2 separate regions of the Mus musculus genome follow, and region 1 is linked to region 2. A link is a contact called in public Hi-C data. All regions are on one chromosome and are shown on one strand. Each heading gives the region's core, a stretch centred on a gene start, on an enhancer-like site or on the middle of the called end of the contact. The rest is flanking DNA. Distances are from core to core; before and after follow the strand shown. Region 1 holds the start of Ttc24 (tetratricopeptide repeat domain 24). Region 2 overlaps Prcc (papillary renal cell carcinoma (translocation-associated)).

What was found. A called contact is a pair of places that touch in the nucleus more often than the background predicts.
Region 1: a contact with region 2 is called in a Hi-C map of embryonic stem cells, with 2.2 times the contacts expected there. The contact joins the promoter of Ttc24 here to the enhancer-like site in region 2. A contact is called at or near these places in 12 of 39 promoter capture datasets (cranial neural crest, embryonic stem cells, frontonasal cranial neural crest and 8 more), 4 of 484 Hi-C or Micro-C datasets (the G1E-ER4 cell line and embryonic stem cells), 6 of 115 datasets of contacts at active chromatin or transcription factors (effector CD8 T cells, embryonic stem cells and microglia) and 3 of 9 other capture datasets (adipose tissue, liver and pancreatic islet).

What each region holds. Positions count from the first base shown.
Region 1 is chr3:88,076,005-88,080,199 of GRCm38.p6, reverse strand. It overlaps Ttc24 (tetratricopeptide repeat domain 24), which reads left to right and starts at 1,896. Exons shown (of 10, transcript NM_172526.3): 1 at 1,896-1,930.
Region 2 is chr3:87,862,539-87,866,782 of GRCm38.p6, reverse strand. All of the region lies in intron 4 of Prcc (papillary renal cell carcinoma (translocation-associated)), which reads left to right. Among named protein-coding and RNA genes, the nearest start is that of Sh2d2a, 18 kb to the right of the region's middle. Within about 2 kb of position 2,647, at least 13 of the 459 cell types and tissues checked have an H3K27ac peak or open chromatin away from gene starts, as enhancers often do. A contact at or near this core is called in embryonic stem cells, where this site is marked.

The DNA of each region.
Region 1 (4,195 bases), core at 647-3,146, 210 kb before region 2:
TGTTTCTGTTTATTTTTTGTCCAGATGACACAAGAAGGGTACTGAAATCAGCTATTAATGGATTGAAGATAATTTGTCTTTAAATACAGTAGTAGACTTTTAAAAATGAAATTGGGCACCGCAGAGCTGGGTTTAGAATAGTGACATCTCTTTGGTTAATTGTCCCTTTGGTTAGGATGAAGTGTCCCCCTTATCTCTTTTGACTTGTTTTAGTTTGAGGTGTTTTGTCAGTTATTAGGATATTGATACCTGCTTCTTCCTGGTTCTGTTTGATGGAGTACTTTGTCCACCCTTTTAGCAGTGCCTATCTTTACAGCTAAGATGCATTTCTTGGCAGTAACAGATAGATGGATTTGGGGAGTTTTGTTTGATTATTTTTAAATTTTATTTATTTTATTTATAAGAGTACACTGTAGCTGTCTTCAGACACACCAGAAGAGGGTGTCAGATCTCATTACAGATGGTTGTGAGCTACCATGTGGCTGCAGAGAATTGAACTCAGGACCTCTGGAAGAGGAGTCAGTGCTCTTAACCACTGAGCCATCTCTCTAGCCCCTGGCTTTTGTCAGTCTGTGTCTTTTGAAGAGTTGATTCCACTGGCATTTAAAGTTATCATTGAAATGTATGTGTTAATCGTGACCACGTTGATTGTTGGTGCTGCTTGTATTGTCAGTGATGTGGAAGGAGATTCGAGGACATGGTGGGTGTGGCACTGAAGGGAACTGGATGCTGGTTCAGAATGACAGAGGATCTGGGAGAGAGCCCCTTAGGACCTTGGCTGAGAACACTTTCAGGCCCTCCCACCCCCGCCCCCTATTTTCCTCAAGGAAAGCCTACTGAGTATGGGACCACTCTGTGGCCTACTTGGCCTGGACAGGCTGTGCTAGCACCTCTGAAAGCCAGGCCAGAGCAGAAGCTTCAGCCTGTCTGGAGCTCAGAGATGGCCCTGGGTGCCAGGCCTGCGCAAACGCCTGTGTTGCAACTATGGTCAGTGCATCTACTTCAGGAGTCTGTTTCTGGCAATGGCCCTTCTACTTAAAAAGGCTTTTTCCTAGGCAAATGGGGAAAGGGGCAAATTTCGTTTAGTTGCAGCCACTGGTGGTAGGTTCATGGGTTGGTGAGCTGGTGAGTTAGAGATTCCTGGTGATTGTGGGGCCTCCTGTCCTCTCATTAAACACATCAAACAGAACCTGGAGTTTACAGAGTTTACAGTGCACTCATATACATAAAATAAATAATAATTTAAAAAAAAAAAAGCTTGTAGTCACCCCCTGTAGCAGATGGAGTTCTTTGGTCTGTCATGTCTCTCTCTGAAAGGGAGAGACGGAGCAGGGCTTGGTGGCACAATCTGTGATCCCAGCACTCAGGAAGGAAAGAAGGAAAGAAGATCACCACAAGAACCTACCTTAGAATTAAATTAAATTAAGAAGAGAGGATGGGGGCTCAGTGGTTAAGAGCACTGACTGCTCTTCCAAAGGTCCCGAGTTCAAATCCCAGCAACCACATGGTGGCTTGCAACCATCTGTAATGAGATCTGACACTCTCTTCTGGGGTGTCTGAAGACAGCTACAGTGTACTCACATATAATAAATAAATCTTAAAAAAAAAAAAAAAAGAAGAGAGGATGGGAAAGAACAGATGACTGTCTCATGGTAGTTTGATATATTATTTGAAGGAACTGGAAGGTGTGTCCGCAGGGATGGGGCAGCCAAGCAGGAAGGGAAACAGGTCTTAGGTGACTATGTCTGAGCACCATTAGGGTCCTCCACTAAGATAGGTTACCACAGCTGTCACTCGAAGGATTACCTGGGAGGAAAGGAGAGTGCCAGGTGTCTGGTAACACAGTTCTGCGCTCAAGGCTGCTGGGAAGTAACCTAAGCCAGCAGAACCATTCCAGAAGGCCACTGTGGAGAAAACAGGACAGACAGAGGTAAGAGGTCCTGGAGTGGGGTCCCCAAGACTGTGCAGGGGACAGTCCGGAGCCTCAAGGTGACAGCCTGGAGTGCCTCAAGGTGGGGAGCCTTATGAAGTCGGGATTTTATGTGTTTTCAGAAGCAACTCTTTCTAGTTTTCCCTCCCACCCTCCCTTCCTCCCTCCCACCCTCCCTTCCTCCCTCTCATCCTCTCTCCCTTTTCTCCACCACTAAGCCAAATCCCCAACTCCAGAGAAAATATCTTTGAAAAGCAGAAACCCTTTTGCCCCCTCTCTGTAAAAGAGAAAAAGTGGGGGTTGAGGGGGGGGTCGTTTTTCGGCTTTTTTTTTTTTTTTCAGTTTCCTGGGAAGAGAGGCAGTCCAGGAGAAATGTGCTGATGAGAAGAATCTATCTGAACTTAAGAGTTCTCTGGGGACCAAGGCGGGAACCGACTGGCAGAAAGTAGAGGAGACAATAGGAAGGGCACAGTCAATGCACACAGACGCCTCCTGGACATCAGCCTCTTCCTAACTCAGTGTCTGTTCAGCTTTGAGTGCCCGGGGCTAGTACAGCTCCTGCCACCGCTGGAGGTGGCTGTGCTGAATTCCCGTTGGTTTATAAAGCAGCAGCACGTAGGTCACAAGGCCTTGTGTAAGAGGTGAGGGGAAGCCCTGTGTATCCTGTTTGGGTTTTGTAACCCTGCTGTCCTGGACTCACTATGCAAACCAGACTGGCCTTGAACTCCCAGAGATCTGCCTGTCTTTACATCCTGAGTTGGGATTTTAAAGGTGTGTGACAGCCTTTTGTTTGTCTGTTTTGTTTTGACGGAGATGCTGGCGCTCAGATAAGCTGAGAAGACAGCTCTGAGTACTTTTTGATCTTGCAGAGACCTGAGTTCAGGTCCCAGCACCCACACCGGGCAGCTCGTAACCAAGGATGACCTCAGCTCCATGGGATTCAAAGCCTCTGGTGCACATAACCACATGTGCTCATGTACACACAATTCAAAATAACAAAAATGAGCCCTTTAGATGTTGACTAAAGAGGACCATAATCCCCAGGGAATGACAGATGGGGTGCACAGTTGAGTTCATATAGTGTCACAGAAGTGGACCTTTGAAGATGATTTTAAATTGTGTGTGTGTGTGTGTATATATATATACATATATGTATATATATATATATGTATATAAAACATACATATACATATGTATACACATATACATACATATATATATGTATACATACACATACACACACACACACACATATATATATATGCTTTTCTTATTGCTGGTCTTCCTTTCCCCTGCCCTGAAATAGGGGTTTTCTGTATATCTCTGGTTATCTAGAAGAGCAGGCTGGCCTAGATCTCAGAGGTCTACCTGCCTCTGCCTCCTGAATTCTAGGATTAAAGGTCTGTGCCACCACACCAGGCTTAAGATATTTTATTTTTAAAATGTGTATGTGTATAGGTGTATGTCAGTTCAAGTGCCTGCAGAAGCCACAAGGGTGAGTCACTTCTGTGACTCAAATTTTAAAATTCACTAACCTTTTAAAGAGAGTTTTGTTGTTGTTGTTGCTGTTGTTTTAAGAGTGTGTGTGTGTGTGTGTGTGTGTGTGTGTGTGTGTGTGTGAGTGTGTGTGTTGCCGGGCATGGCAGTGCACGCCTTTGATCCCAGCACTCGGGAGGCAGAGGCAGGTGGATTTCTGAGTTCGAGGCCAGCCTGGTCTACAAAGTGAGTTCCAGGACAGCCAAGACTATACAGAGAAACCCTGTCTTGAAAAACCAAAAAAAAAAAAAGAGAGAGAGAGAGAGAGAGTGTGTGTGTGTGTGTGTGTGTGTGTGTGTGTGTGTGTATGCATGTGTGTGTATGCGTGTGTGTATACCAAAAACTTTGGATTTCCTGGAGTTACAGTTACAGGTAGTTGTGAGCAAGCTGTCTGACCTGGATTCTGGAAACCAAATTCAGGATCTCTGGAAAAAGCAGAGTTAATTAGGCTTAATTACTAAGTCATCTCTCCAGCCCTCTTAAAAAATATTTTTATTTTATGTGTATGGCTGTTTTGCTTGCATGCATGTCCATGCACCGAGTGCATATGATGCCCTCAGAGACAAGGAGGAGTTGGATCTCCTGGAACTGGAATTACAGGTGATTGTCAGTCACCTTGTGGGCGCTGGGATCCAAACCTGAACCCTTTGCTAGAGCAACAAGTACTCTTAACTGCTGAGCCAGTGCTCCGGCCCCAACCCTTTAGTAAACTTTCATTAAAGATCTAAT
Region 2 (4,244 bases), core at 1,398-3,897:
CAGACACTCCAGAAGAGGGCATCAGTTCTCATTTCGGATAGTTGTGAGCCACCCTGTGGTTGCTGGAATTTGAACTCAGGACCTTTGGAAGAGCAGTCAGTGCTCTTAACCACCAAGCCATCTCTCCAGCCTGCCTTTCTATATTGTTATGTATATCTTTATGCGTCTGTGTCAGGGTAAATGCACATAAGTGTAGGTAGCTGCAGAGACCAGCGGGGGTTAGGCCCCTTTGGAGCTGCTGTGGGTGCTGGAGACTAAATTCATCCTCTGTAAGAGCAGCACTCACTCTTGGCAGAGTCTCTCCAGCCCATCAATGGCCATTTTTGATACCAGGTTTCAAACCTGAAGTTAAAAGAAGTTTTCTTGTTTAGATTTTGCTTTGCTTTTGTTTTGATTGTTTGAGACAGGGTATCACTATGTGGCCAGACTGGTTTTGAATTTGCAAGTTTTATGTTCTGTCTTCTGACTGCTGGGATTATGGGGAGTTTATTTTTATTATTTTATTTATTTACTGTTTGTTTGTTTGTTTGTTTTGAGACAGTTTTTCTGTGTAGCCTTGGCTGTCCTGTAACTCACTGTGTAGACCCAGGCTGGCCTCAAACTCAAATCCATTTGCTTCTGCTTCTTGAGTGCTGGGACTAAAGGCGTGCACCACCACGCCTGGCGGAAGTTTATTTTTAATTAAAAAGAATTTTACTACATCTTAATTTTTTGTTGTACGTATAACATATAGACACATTGTCTTAGCCTTTTTATTGTTGTGATAAAATACCATGAACAAAACCAAAACAAAACAAAGCTGTGGAAGGAAAGGGTTTCTTTCATCTTTCCAGCTGTAGTCTCTATTATTCAGGGAAGGCAAGGCAAGGCAGGAACTCAAGGTAGGAACCTGAAGACCAGCGCTGACATAGAGGCCATGGAAGAGCACTGCATCCTGCTGTGCTTCTCATGGCCTGCCTGCATAGCCTGCCTTGTAGCACCCAGGACCACCAGCCTGTAGGTGGCCACAGCCACAGTGAGCTGGGCTCTCTCACATCAGTCACCAATCAGAAAGTGTACCCCAGGTTGCCCACAGACTGATCTAGTGAGGGTATCTTCTCAACTGAGGTTTCATTTTCCCAAATGACTCTAGCTTGTGTTAAGTTGACATAAAACTAATTAACAAACAAACGAAACCCCAACAATAGTTTGTGTAATAGCAGTTAAATTTTTCCTTATGAAAGAAAGTTTGGGGCAGGCCAGGGCTGGTATCACAGCTCCACAAAATGGTTTCTGCTGAGTTGTGCTGCTATCTCTATGCTGTTGTCTTGGTTCTCATGGCAGCTGGAATGTTTGCCATCCCATCTGTGTGGGAGCTCCGCAGGATGGAGAACACAGGAGAGACATTTCCAGTCTCCTTTGAGGACTTCTCAAACTCCCTAGGGTACTTGCCCTTATGACTAGGCAAGAGTCTGCTCTCATGGCTAGATCTGTTTTTAGTGAGGCTCATAACATAGTTTTTTAGTTGAGTGATCATTTGGCTGAATTACTGGTTGATTTACACTGAAGAAAGGGAGAATGTGTTTTGAGAGATACCTAGCCATTGTGATCAGGACCTCTGGGTTTAACTTGACTGACAGGCACATTGAAGGATGTTCTGTGGCCTTCCACCCAAGGTCAAGATACAACTAACTGTCTCATCTGCAGGAAAGTTGCAGCTTAGTTCTTAGGAAAAATAATTTTCTGTTTACTTTCCCCAGAAAGGTGTCTGTCTGTTCGTCTTTTGCTAATCTTTGTTCTGATCGGTAGCTTGTGCTTACTCCTTTGAGTATTACCTTAAGGCAAGTGCAGTGCCATGGCTTCTCAGCTCAAGCAGCAGCTAAAAATTCCCTGAGTAACCATGGTAGTTCCTTGTACAGGCCCCACCAGCGCCTGGGTCTCACTGAAGCCGATCAGTGCTCCAGGTGGTCTGGGTTTCTTCCTCCTTCTTTCCTTCTGTTTCCTCTCCTTCCCTACCCAGGGGCTCTGGCCTCAAAAGACATGGCAGTTCTCTTGCCTTGCCCTCCTCACTGTAGGGATTACAGGTATGTACCTACCATGCCCAGATGGTGGCTGTCCTGTCCTGTCTTTCCTTTTCCTTTTCATCTTTGTTAACTCCCCCACCCCCTTTCTTCTTCCAGAGATCAAAAAAACAGGAGTTTTATAGAGAATTCTTTGGCCTTTTTTTTTTCTTTTTTCTTTTTTTCTTTTCTTTCTTTTTTTTTTTTTTTTTTTTTTTTTTTTTTTGGAGACAGGGTTCCTCTGTGTAGCCCTGGCTGTCCTGGAACTCACTCTGTAGACCAGGCTGGCCTCGGAACTCAGAAATCTGCCTGCCTCTGCCTCCCAAGTGCTGGGATTAAAGGCGTGTGCCACCACGCCCAGCATTCTTTGGCCTTTTGAGGCTCCCTTACTATCCACCCTATTTTCTCTTTCTTCATGGATTCTTTGGGGTGGAATTTGATGGTGGCATACCAATCCAATGAGAAAGAAAAGGTGGAAAGAGAACTGTTGGGTAGTCTGTTTTTGTCTGTCTTTGAGGGTGACCTTGAACTCGTGTGTAGCCAAGGATCACCTTGATTCTCCCATTTCTGCCTCTAGAATGCTGAGATTACACATGTGTGCCATACAGGGCTGGGGAGATGAACCAGGGCTTAGTACACACTTAACGTAAGTACATTAGTGAATCACATCCTCCTGAAAGAATTTTTAGAGGAGAAATCTTACAGTCCCCCCCCCCCCTTTATTTTTTGAGACAGGGTCTTGCTAGGATTCTTTATGCTTCATTGGGCTTAGGAGGTGGGTACAAGGTTCCTGTGGCTAAGCCTCGTGGTTTGAGTTTTACTCACATTGTGAAAAAAGGGAAGCAATTCCCACAAGCTGTTCTCTGATTTCTACCCGTGTGCCTTGATCTGAGTGTGTGTTGGCTTTGTCTCTGTCTCTCTCAGTCTCTCTCTCACACACAAATAAAATGCAATAAAAAAGAAGTGACACAAAGTGACAACAAAATCAAACAGAAAACAAACAAACTTCTGAACTTAAAGGCTTCTTCTGTCTCTGCCTCCCATGTAGCTGGGGCTACAGGTCAGACTCAGTTCCTTTAAAAAAAAGGCCACACCCACCTACCTTTGATTTTATTTATTTTTGTTTTATGTGTTTGGGCGGTTTGCCTGTGTGTCTGTGTACCATATGCATGCAAGTGTACATGGAGACCAGAAGAGGGCTTCAGTTACCTGGAACTGGAGTTAGATAGTTGTAAGCCATCATTTGGGTGCTGGGACTGGACCCTGCAGCCCGTGCTTTTTAGCTGCTGAGCCATTTCTCCAGCCCCTTACTCTCAATAAGTTTGTTTTGTTTTGTTTTGAAGACAGAGTGTCTCTGTGTATAGCCCTGGCTGTCCTAGAACTTGATTTGTAGACCAGGCTGGCCTCAAACTCACAGAGATCCATCTGCTTCTGTTGGTTAAAGGTGTTCATCACCATCCCCTGGCCTACCCTCATTTCTTTATTCTTTTTTTTTTTTCCCCTGAGACAGGGTTTCTCTGTGTATCCCTAGCTGTCCTGGAACTCGCTCTGTAGAGCAGGCTAGCCTTGAACTCAGAAATCCTCCTGCCTCTGCTTCCCAAGTGCTGGGATTAAAGGCGTGCAGCACCACCACTGCCCACCCTTTTCTCTCTCTCTCTCTCTCTCTCTCTCTCTCTCTCTCTCTCTCTCTCCTTCCTTCCTTCCTTCCTTCCTTCCTTCCTTCCTTCCTTCCTCCCTCCCTCCCTCCCTCCCTCCCTCTCTCTCTCTCTCTCTCTCTCTCCTTCCTTCCTTCCTCCCTTCCTCCCTCCCTCCCTCCCTCCCTCCCTCCCTCCCTCCCTCCCTCCCTCCCTCCCTCCCTCCCTCTTTCTTCCTTCCTTCCTTCCTTTCTTTCTTTCTTTCTTTCTTTCTTTCTTTCTTTCTTTCTTTCTTTCTTTCTTTCAATTTATTTATTATATGGAAGTATGCTGTCACTGTCTTCAGACACACCAGAAGAGGGCATCAGATCTCATTATGAATGGTTGTGACCCACCATGTGGTTTCTGGAATTTTAATTCAGGACCTCCAGAAGAGCAGTCAGTGCTCTTAACCGCTGAGCCATCTCTCCAGCCCCCTACCCTCATTTTGAAAGTTGTAATCCTAGTCCTTGGGAGACTGAGGCAGGAGGATTTTGAGTTTGAGGCTTCATGGTTATGTCCAAAACAGAAA